2 separate regions of the Bos taurus genome follow, and region 1 is linked to region 2. Evidence: chromatin contacts called from public Hi-C data. All regions are on one chromosome and are shown on one strand. Each heading gives the region's core, a stretch centred on a gene start, on an enhancer-like site or on the middle of the called end of the contact. The rest is flanking DNA. Distances are from core to core; before and after follow the strand shown. Region 1 has its middle 85 kb from the start of RCBTB2. Region 2 overlaps RB1 (RB transcriptional corepressor 1).

Region 1 (4,077 bases), core at 1,395-3,894, 220 kb after region 2:
CAAGGAAAAACCAGGAAGCTCAGTCTGATTCATCTTCTTTTTTTCCTCTCCTGTAAGAGATACTTGGAAGAAAAGCAATGACAAACCTAGACAGCGTATTAAAAAGCAGAGACATTACTTTGCCTACAAAGGTCTGTATAGTCAAAGCTATTGTTTTTCTAGTAGTCATGTATGGATGTGAGAGTTGGACAACAAAAATGGCTGAGCACCAAAGAATTGATGCATTCAAACTGTGGTGCTGGAGAAGACTTTTGAGAATCCTTGGACTGCAAGAAGATCAAACCAGTCAATCCTAAAGGAAATCAAACCTGAATATTCATTGGAAGAACTGATGCTGAAGCTGAAGTTCCAACACTTTGGCCACCTGATGTGAAGAGCTGACTCATTTGAAAAGGCCTTGATGCTGGGAAAAGTTTAAGGCAGAAGGAGAAGGGGGCAAGAGGATGAGATGGCTGGATGGCATCACTGACCCACCGGACATGAGTTAGAGCAAACTCTGGGAGATGGTGAAGGACAGGGAAGCCTGGTGTGCTGCAATCCAGGGGGTTGCAAAGATTTGGACACGACTAAGTGACTGAAAGCAAGGAGATACTCTGCTCAAAACTCAGACTCATTTATTGATGTAGATTTTGAAACATGCTAAGTACTGCAAGGAGATCCAACCAGTCCATTCTGAAGGAGATCAGCCCTGGGATTTCTTCGGAAGGAATGATGCTAAAGCTGAAACTCCAGTACTTTGGCCACCTCATGCGAAAAGTTGGCTCATTGGAAAAGACTCTGATGCTGGTAGGGATTGAGGGCAGGAGGAGAAGGGGACAACAGAGGATGAGATGGCTGGATGGCATCACTGACTCGAAGGACGTGAGTCTGAGTGAACTCCGGGAGTTGATGATGGACAGGGAGGCCTGGTGTGCTGCGATTCATGGGGTCGCAAAGAGTCGGACACAACTGAGTGACTGATCTGATCTGATCTGAAGTACTCAAAAATGGATGTTTTCTGGGAATGCTTCTAAATTTTATCAAAGTCACAGACATAATAAAATAAATAAAATAAAATAAATAAGTTAATTAAATGAAATAAATAAAATCAAACTTCAGGGTAATTCCCTAAGCATATTCTAACTCCCAACTAAATGTGTGAATTAGATTTAAATGATGGTCATGTACCATCACTTAATGGAGTTTGGATACATGGAAGATAGAAGAAGCAATAAAAATTTCTACCTAAATCATATGTAAATTGGCAGGGACCAAGTTCATTTAAATATTCATAAATCCTCAGATAAAAAGAGTAGCTGGAATGGTTCCACCGTGTGATGGTTTTCCAAAATAAATCAACCCAAACAAACCAAAAATTGAGAAAATGGAGGCTGTGTAAATTGTCTTACACATGATGCGTAAAGCACAATGCCTATGGAAAAGTGTGGTTTTATTTGACCCCGTGAGGATTAAAAATCTTAGCTATCAAGTAAGAAAGCAAACTGTTGAATGGAAACATGCGCCAAGGCATATGGTACAGCACGATAGTTTCTTCTTCTCGTCCCAGCTCTGCCACTAAGCTGCTGAGTGACCTTGTCTAAAGATCTGCCCATTTTTATACTTAGAAAACTGAACATTGGCCAATGAGTGCAGACAGAAACATTTTGGATGGCTGATTAGTCTTACTAAACAATCACCAAGGAGGAAACGGTGGGCTTCCCAGGTGGCGCTAGCAGTGGAGAATCCTCCTACCTACGCAGGAGACACAAGAGCCAAGGGTTGGGTCCCTGGGCTGGGAAGATCCCCTGGAGGAGGAAATGGTAACCCACTGCAGCATTCTTGCCAGGAAGATTCCAAGGACAGAGGAACCTGGTGGGCTGCAGTCCATGGAGCTGCAAAGAATTGGACACGGCTGAGCACGCTCACACAGGAGGAAAGAAAGAGGTGGAGGGGAGGAACCGGGAGACTGGAACTGGTACATATACACTATCAATAGAAAATACACGGCTGTTGGGAACATAGTGTATAGCACAGAGAACTCTTCTTAAGGCACTGTGGCGTCCCTAATGGGTTGTTGTTAGTGGCTAAGTCATATCTGACTCTATTGAGACCTCATGGACTGTATGTAGCCTGTCAGGCTCCTCTGTCCATGGGATTTCCTAGCAAAAATACTAGAGTGGGTTGCCATTTCCTTCTCCAGGGGATCTTCCTGATTCAGGAATCAAACCTGTGTCTCCTGCATTGGCAGGCGGATTGTTTACTGCTAAGCCACCTGGGAAGCCCATCCTAAGTAGAAGGGAAACCCCAAAGGGAGGGGATATATGTACATGTATGGCTGATTCATTTTGCTGTGCAGCAGGTGCTAACACAGCATTGTAAAGCAATTATACTACAATAAAGCTTAATTATTTTTTAAAAAGTCAGCCACTTTTCTGATGCTAAATTTGAGAGAATTCATCTACCAGCTCTCTCATCCAACCTCCCCTTCTTGCTGAACACCTACTATAAGCAATGCATGCCAGGCACTTAAGTATTGGGCAGCCAGGGTGTTCCCATGGAAACCAGTTCTAATCCGAGAGAGTTTTCCAATCAGGCTATAAACTGGGGTTACTGAGGGCAGCCTTCATCCTGCCAAGAAACAGAACCAGCCTTTCATAGGAGCAAGAAGCTCGCGGTTTACCGGGTGTTTATTCAAGATCCTGAATAAAGGCTCTTTGTGGTGTTCCCCGGATGACCTCTTGCTGACCTTTCTCTTATATTCTAAACACCATTCTCATGTCAAGCTTATTGAGAGTTTTCCTTCTTAATGTAAGAGTAGGGTTGTCAGATTCAACAGATGAAAATACAGGATATCTGGTTACATTTTAATTTCGGATAAACAACAAAAAAATTTTAAATATACAATATTTGGGATATACTTACCCACAAAAAACTATTCCTTATTTTTCTGAAGGTGAATATAATGAGGTCTCTTGTTGGCAACCCTTTATGGGGATTCAACCGACCTCATTTTCATAACCACTGGAACGTTTTTTTCTTCTGTTTCTCTCTCATAGCAGGAAACAAGGCTACATAACCTGGACTACTTTACTTATCTAAAAAGAACATGCGCTCTCCCTCCATCAGAAGTTATCAAAAACACATGATCCACTTCTCATTGGTGACAATCCTGACGTGTGTGTATTCTCTTCTCTCATAACTCCTCTAATGATTGCCTTTCTCTCTTTACCCCACTTCCATCTCTGTCCCCACTTGTCTCACTTTCTTAAAAAAAAAATAAAAAAATCCTTTATTTCAGCCATGGGATGTGAAGGACACTGGTTCTCAAACCCTTTATCTGTGTGAGCTATGGAATCCCATGAGGTCTGAATCCAGTAATAGAACAGCCACTTGGTACTGACCCTGTAGCTAAGTGGCACTTGTATGAAGTAAAGGTGGCCCTCACATTAATTTTTTGTTTTTTAATATGACACAATAATGCTATCAGTTTGCTTTGTTTTAATATGAAATGTTCATATAATTTTTTTTTCTTCCAAACATTCTGTGATTACATATTTGATTTCTCATTGATCCAAGATTTAGGAGAGAGAGTTTCAGTTTCCAAGCAGCTGCATTTTTGTATTGTTTTGTGTTTTTGTAGCTTATACTCTGGCGGTTTATTGTTGGTGTTATGTAATATCTGCTCTGGGGTCAGTTGGCCTGCAGCATCTGAGGTCCCTGACCAGGGATCGAACCCATACTCCCTGCTATAGAAGCTCAGAGTCATAACCACTGAACAGCCTGGGAAGTCCTAGCCCTCACCTTTTAAGCATTTGGAGAAGGCAATTTATTTTCCTTTTCTTTACTTAACATAATTATCTGGGGCATGGTTTTGGAATCAGAGATAACCGAAGTCTTCATGGCTGGCTTCTGCCCTCAGTGTTGTCAAGCATTCCTGTCCACAGGAAGGCTGCGTGCAGTCCCTCCCCAAGAGTTCGGCCAATGGCCAGCCTCTGTCTGCAGCAGAGTCCGTGTTAGAACCTGCTGACAGGCTCTGGGTTAGCTGGCCTAACACGAGCTGGGGTCACACTCTGCGAGGCAACAGGGAGCTAATCACAG
Region 2 (3,880 bases), core at 921-3,420:
TATCACTAACTCAGGGTTACCAGTTGGGTGATTTAAGTAAACTAAACTAAATGATAGCTTAAATGAGTAGTCTCTTAAGTGTTGATTATAGATTATGATTTAAACTGTAGTATATGTAATTAAAGTTTGACTATTTTAAAAAAGATTTTTCTCAAGAATATTCATAATTTTTCCTCTCACCTGTTTTATATAAATTTAGTACTTCTTAATTGACTTATTTTCCCCTCTATTTTATAATTGTAGGTAATTTAGAAAATATATCTAGGATTAATGAAAACCATTTGTAATCCTACCACCTAGAGATAATAGTTAACATTTTGATATATTTTTGCATATCCTTTCTTTTAAATTTTTTCAACAAATTGGAGTCAAAATATACACAGAATTTTGTATTCTGATGTTTTTTTCTCGTAACATGTCTGGTTTTTTTCCCCATGTCCTTATAATCTTTGAAATGTTTTCTAAGAGTTTTATGTAGCTCTTGATACAGCTCTATCATAATTTATTTAACTATTCTATTTAAAGATGTTTGAATGTTTCCCATTATTTTTGCTGTTGTAATTCTTTGAACATTTATCATACTAAATCTTACTCAGTAATTATTTTCATTGGATAAATCCATAGAGATAAAACTGAACTCTTAAGGTTCTTGATGCAAATTAGCAAAATGTCCTTCAATTAACACTCTTCTGAGGTTCTTATATTCCAAATATGTTTATTGGAAATTACTGTCTTTTTCTTTTGTAAAATGCTTTTTCTTATCCTTTCCTCATTTTTTTCTTCTTTCATTTATTTTTTTGTGATTCTTTTGGCTGAGTAAAACTTTCTTTTCCTCTGTTTTAATGGTTTCAAAGGTGCTATTCTGAGCCCGTTACATAATTCTCATCTAAATTTTTGAGGAAACAAATCAGTTACAAATTTTTGGGTTGTAATTGCCGTTGGAAAATAGGGCCTAGATCTTGAGACAGCAGTGAGGGTTGGAAAGCAGGATGAGTCATGTGAAACAGCTGTGTCGAGGAGTTGGGGCTGCTGTAGAAGTGGATGAAGCTGCAGACGGCAGAAGGAAAAAGAAGGTGGTGGGGAAAAGTCTTTGGAATTAGGAAACTCTGAAAAAGTTGACAGAGATAAAAACGAGAATGAGGATGTTGACTGTGTTTGAAAAGCTGAGGAGAAAAGTTTCATTACAGTGGTGTCAGATGTCGTATAGAGGTCTTTGTAGATGAAACCAAAGAAAAGTCTGTTCAGTTTAGAGAGAGCTCTTTCGACACTTAGACAATAGCCTCAGTAGAATAGCGCTTACATAGTAGAAGTATGTGTTCAGTGGGTGCAGTAGATGTGTACTGGGAGAGTGTATCTGGTGAGTGTGCGTGTGAATAGTAAGAGGTTTGTATGTCTGGTTTGAACAGTGGCTTGATAAAGTCCAGGGATAGAAGGATAGCTTTTTTTTTTTTTTTTAAGTGATGTAAGTTTGTTTGTGGGGCTTCCCTGGTAGCTCGGCTGGTAAAGAATCTGACTGCAATGCAGGAGACCTCGGTTCAATTCCTGGGTCGGAAAGATCCCCTGGGGAAGGGATAGGCTACCCACTCCAGTATTCTTGGGTTTCCCTGGTGGCTCAGATGGTAAAGAATCTGCCTGCAATGCAGGAGCGACCTGGGTTGGGAAGATCCCCTGCCTGGAGGAGGGCATGGCAGCCCACTCCAGTATTCTTGCCTGGAGAATTCCCATGGACAGAGGACCCTGGTGGGCTACAGTCCATGGGATCCCAAAAAGTCAGACACAACTGAGTGACTTAGCACACCACAGCACAAGCTGGTTTGTAGCTAAACAGAAGCATGTGTTTAGAAAGACCTGTAAGATAAATTATGTAAGACAGAGGGAGGAATTAATCAAATAGGTCTTGAAGGAGGTGATACAAAGTGGGAAGAAGTGAGGGAGTAGATTTACTGATTTAAGAGTGGAGGAGGATGTTCATTTGTCAAAGTCAGAAGAGAAGAAGGACCTGAAGCTAGATGCAGAGACATTGGGAGTATATGGTAATTAGAAATTATTTGATGTGGAGAAACATGTTGAGGCCTTTGGAATTGTGATTCTCTAACCTTCTCAACAAAATAAAAATGAAGAGTACAGAACAGTAAAATAGTTAAGAGTACAGGACTCTTAGTGGGGTGGTGAGATTAAGGATTTCAATAGTGAAAATGTTAGGAAATCAATGTAGAAATGTAGTAAGGAAATACTCTTAAATAAAGGGAAGAAGACTAATTTGAGTGTTAGGAAACTTGGGTTTTATAGGCCTGTGGCATTGATAGGCTGTGTTGGGCAACTCTCCACGCTCTAATCTTCAGTTTCTTAATCTGCACAATGAGAACTGAATCAAATGTCGTTTTACGGATTTAAAAGTCTTGAATCAAACTGAACTAAAAAAAGAACAAAACGTAATCAAGTCATTGTAGTATTGGTGGAAAGAAAGACAAGTAGGTCAGTGGAACAGAACAGAGAATCAGAAAATAGAATTCACACATACGTGTCAGTGTTTGCACACAGAGGGTAAGGTAGTTCAATGGAGAAAGGAGTTCCTCTCAACAAATGATACTGGAGCAATTCGACATCCATATGCAAAAAATGAACTTTAGTCCCTTTGTTGCACAATCATAAAAATTAATTCAAATGAAGCATAGATATAAACTTCCAGAAGATGACCAAGGAGAAAACCTTTGTGACCTTGGATTAAACAAAGATTTCATGGATAGTACCAGCAAGGGCATGATCTATAAAACAAGGTAATAAATTGAGCTCCATCAAAATTAAAAACTTATGCCCTTTGAAATACACTATTTAAGAAAGTGAAAAGCTACAGATCAGTTGAAGATTTTTGCAAAACACGTACCTGTTAAGGAGTTTGAATCCAACATGTTTAAGTAACTCTTAACAACTTTATAAGACAAACAACTGAAGAGAAAATTGGCAAAAGAAGAGATCCAGATGCTAAGTGAGATTTGAAAAAGTACTCAGTGTTGTTAGTCCTTGGGAAAATGTACCACTACACACCTACTGGGATGACTGGAAAACAGACGAACAGAAACTAAGTGCTGGTGAGGATGTGAAGAAACGTGAACTCTCATTTGTAGCTGGCGGGGGTGCAAAGCCTTACAGCCATGTTGGAAAACAGTTTACCAGTTTCTTACAAACTTAAACTTACATTTAATACAGAACTTAGCATTCCCCAATGAGGTATTCACCCGAGAGAAATGAAAATATGCATCCACTTAAAGATCTGTAGTTGAATATTTAAGGCTAAGGTTAATAGCCTTATTCATAGCAGTGTATTCAGCTATTGGAATCGATAAACAAAGTGTGGTATATTCATACAGTGGAGTGCTACTCAACAAATAAAAGGGATAAATACTAATAGGTACAACAATATGGATGAGTTCTCAGAAGCATTATGCTAAGTGAAAGAAGCCAGACAAAAAAGGCTACAGCCTATATAATTCCATTTGTATGACATTCTAGAGAAGGAACTGAAATCAGATCAGTGATTGCCAGGGACTAGAAGTCAATAAAAATGATTTCTTACACACAAAACTCCAGTATTCCTCAGCATTCCCAGGGATGAATATTTTTGGTGTGGAGAAGATTGGGTTGTGGACAGTTTTTGAGACAGATATGATATAGAGGAATGAGTGCTAGATTCACTGATAATAGTGCTGCTGCTGTTTATTATTGAATGAGTATAATGCCTGGCACTGTGCTGATTACTTAAGAGCATCCTCACTGTTAAATTTTAAAGTGACCCAGATAGGATACTATTATATTTCTATTTTAGTAAAAACTGAGGTTTAATTAGATTTAATCAGTTGCTTACAGTTATACAACTAGAGTA

Evidence for each region. Hi-C and Micro-C count contacts between places; a contact is called where the count stands out from the background.
Region 1: a contact with region 2 is called in a Hi-C map of an unstated tissue, with 4 times the contacts expected there. The contact joins two enhancer-like sites. A contact is called at or near these places in 3 of 11 Hi-C or Micro-C datasets (liver, skeletal muscle and an unstated tissue).

What each region holds. Positions count from the first base shown.
Region 1 is chr12:18,354,422-18,358,498 of ARS-UCD2.0, forward strand. No RefSeq gene overlaps it. Among named protein-coding and RNA genes, the nearest start is that of RCBTB2, 85 kb to the left of the region's middle. Within about 2 kb of position 2,645, at least 17 of the 102 cell types and tissues checked have an H3K27ac peak or open chromatin away from gene starts, as enhancers often do.
Region 2 is chr12:18,138,826-18,142,705 of ARS-UCD2.0, forward strand. The region is part of intron 2 of RB1 (RB transcriptional corepressor 1); the gene reads left to right. Among named protein-coding and RNA genes, the nearest start is that of RB1, 22 kb to the left of the region's middle. Within about 2 kb of position 2,171, at least 8 of the 102 cell types and tissues checked have an H3K27ac peak or open chromatin away from gene starts, as enhancers often do.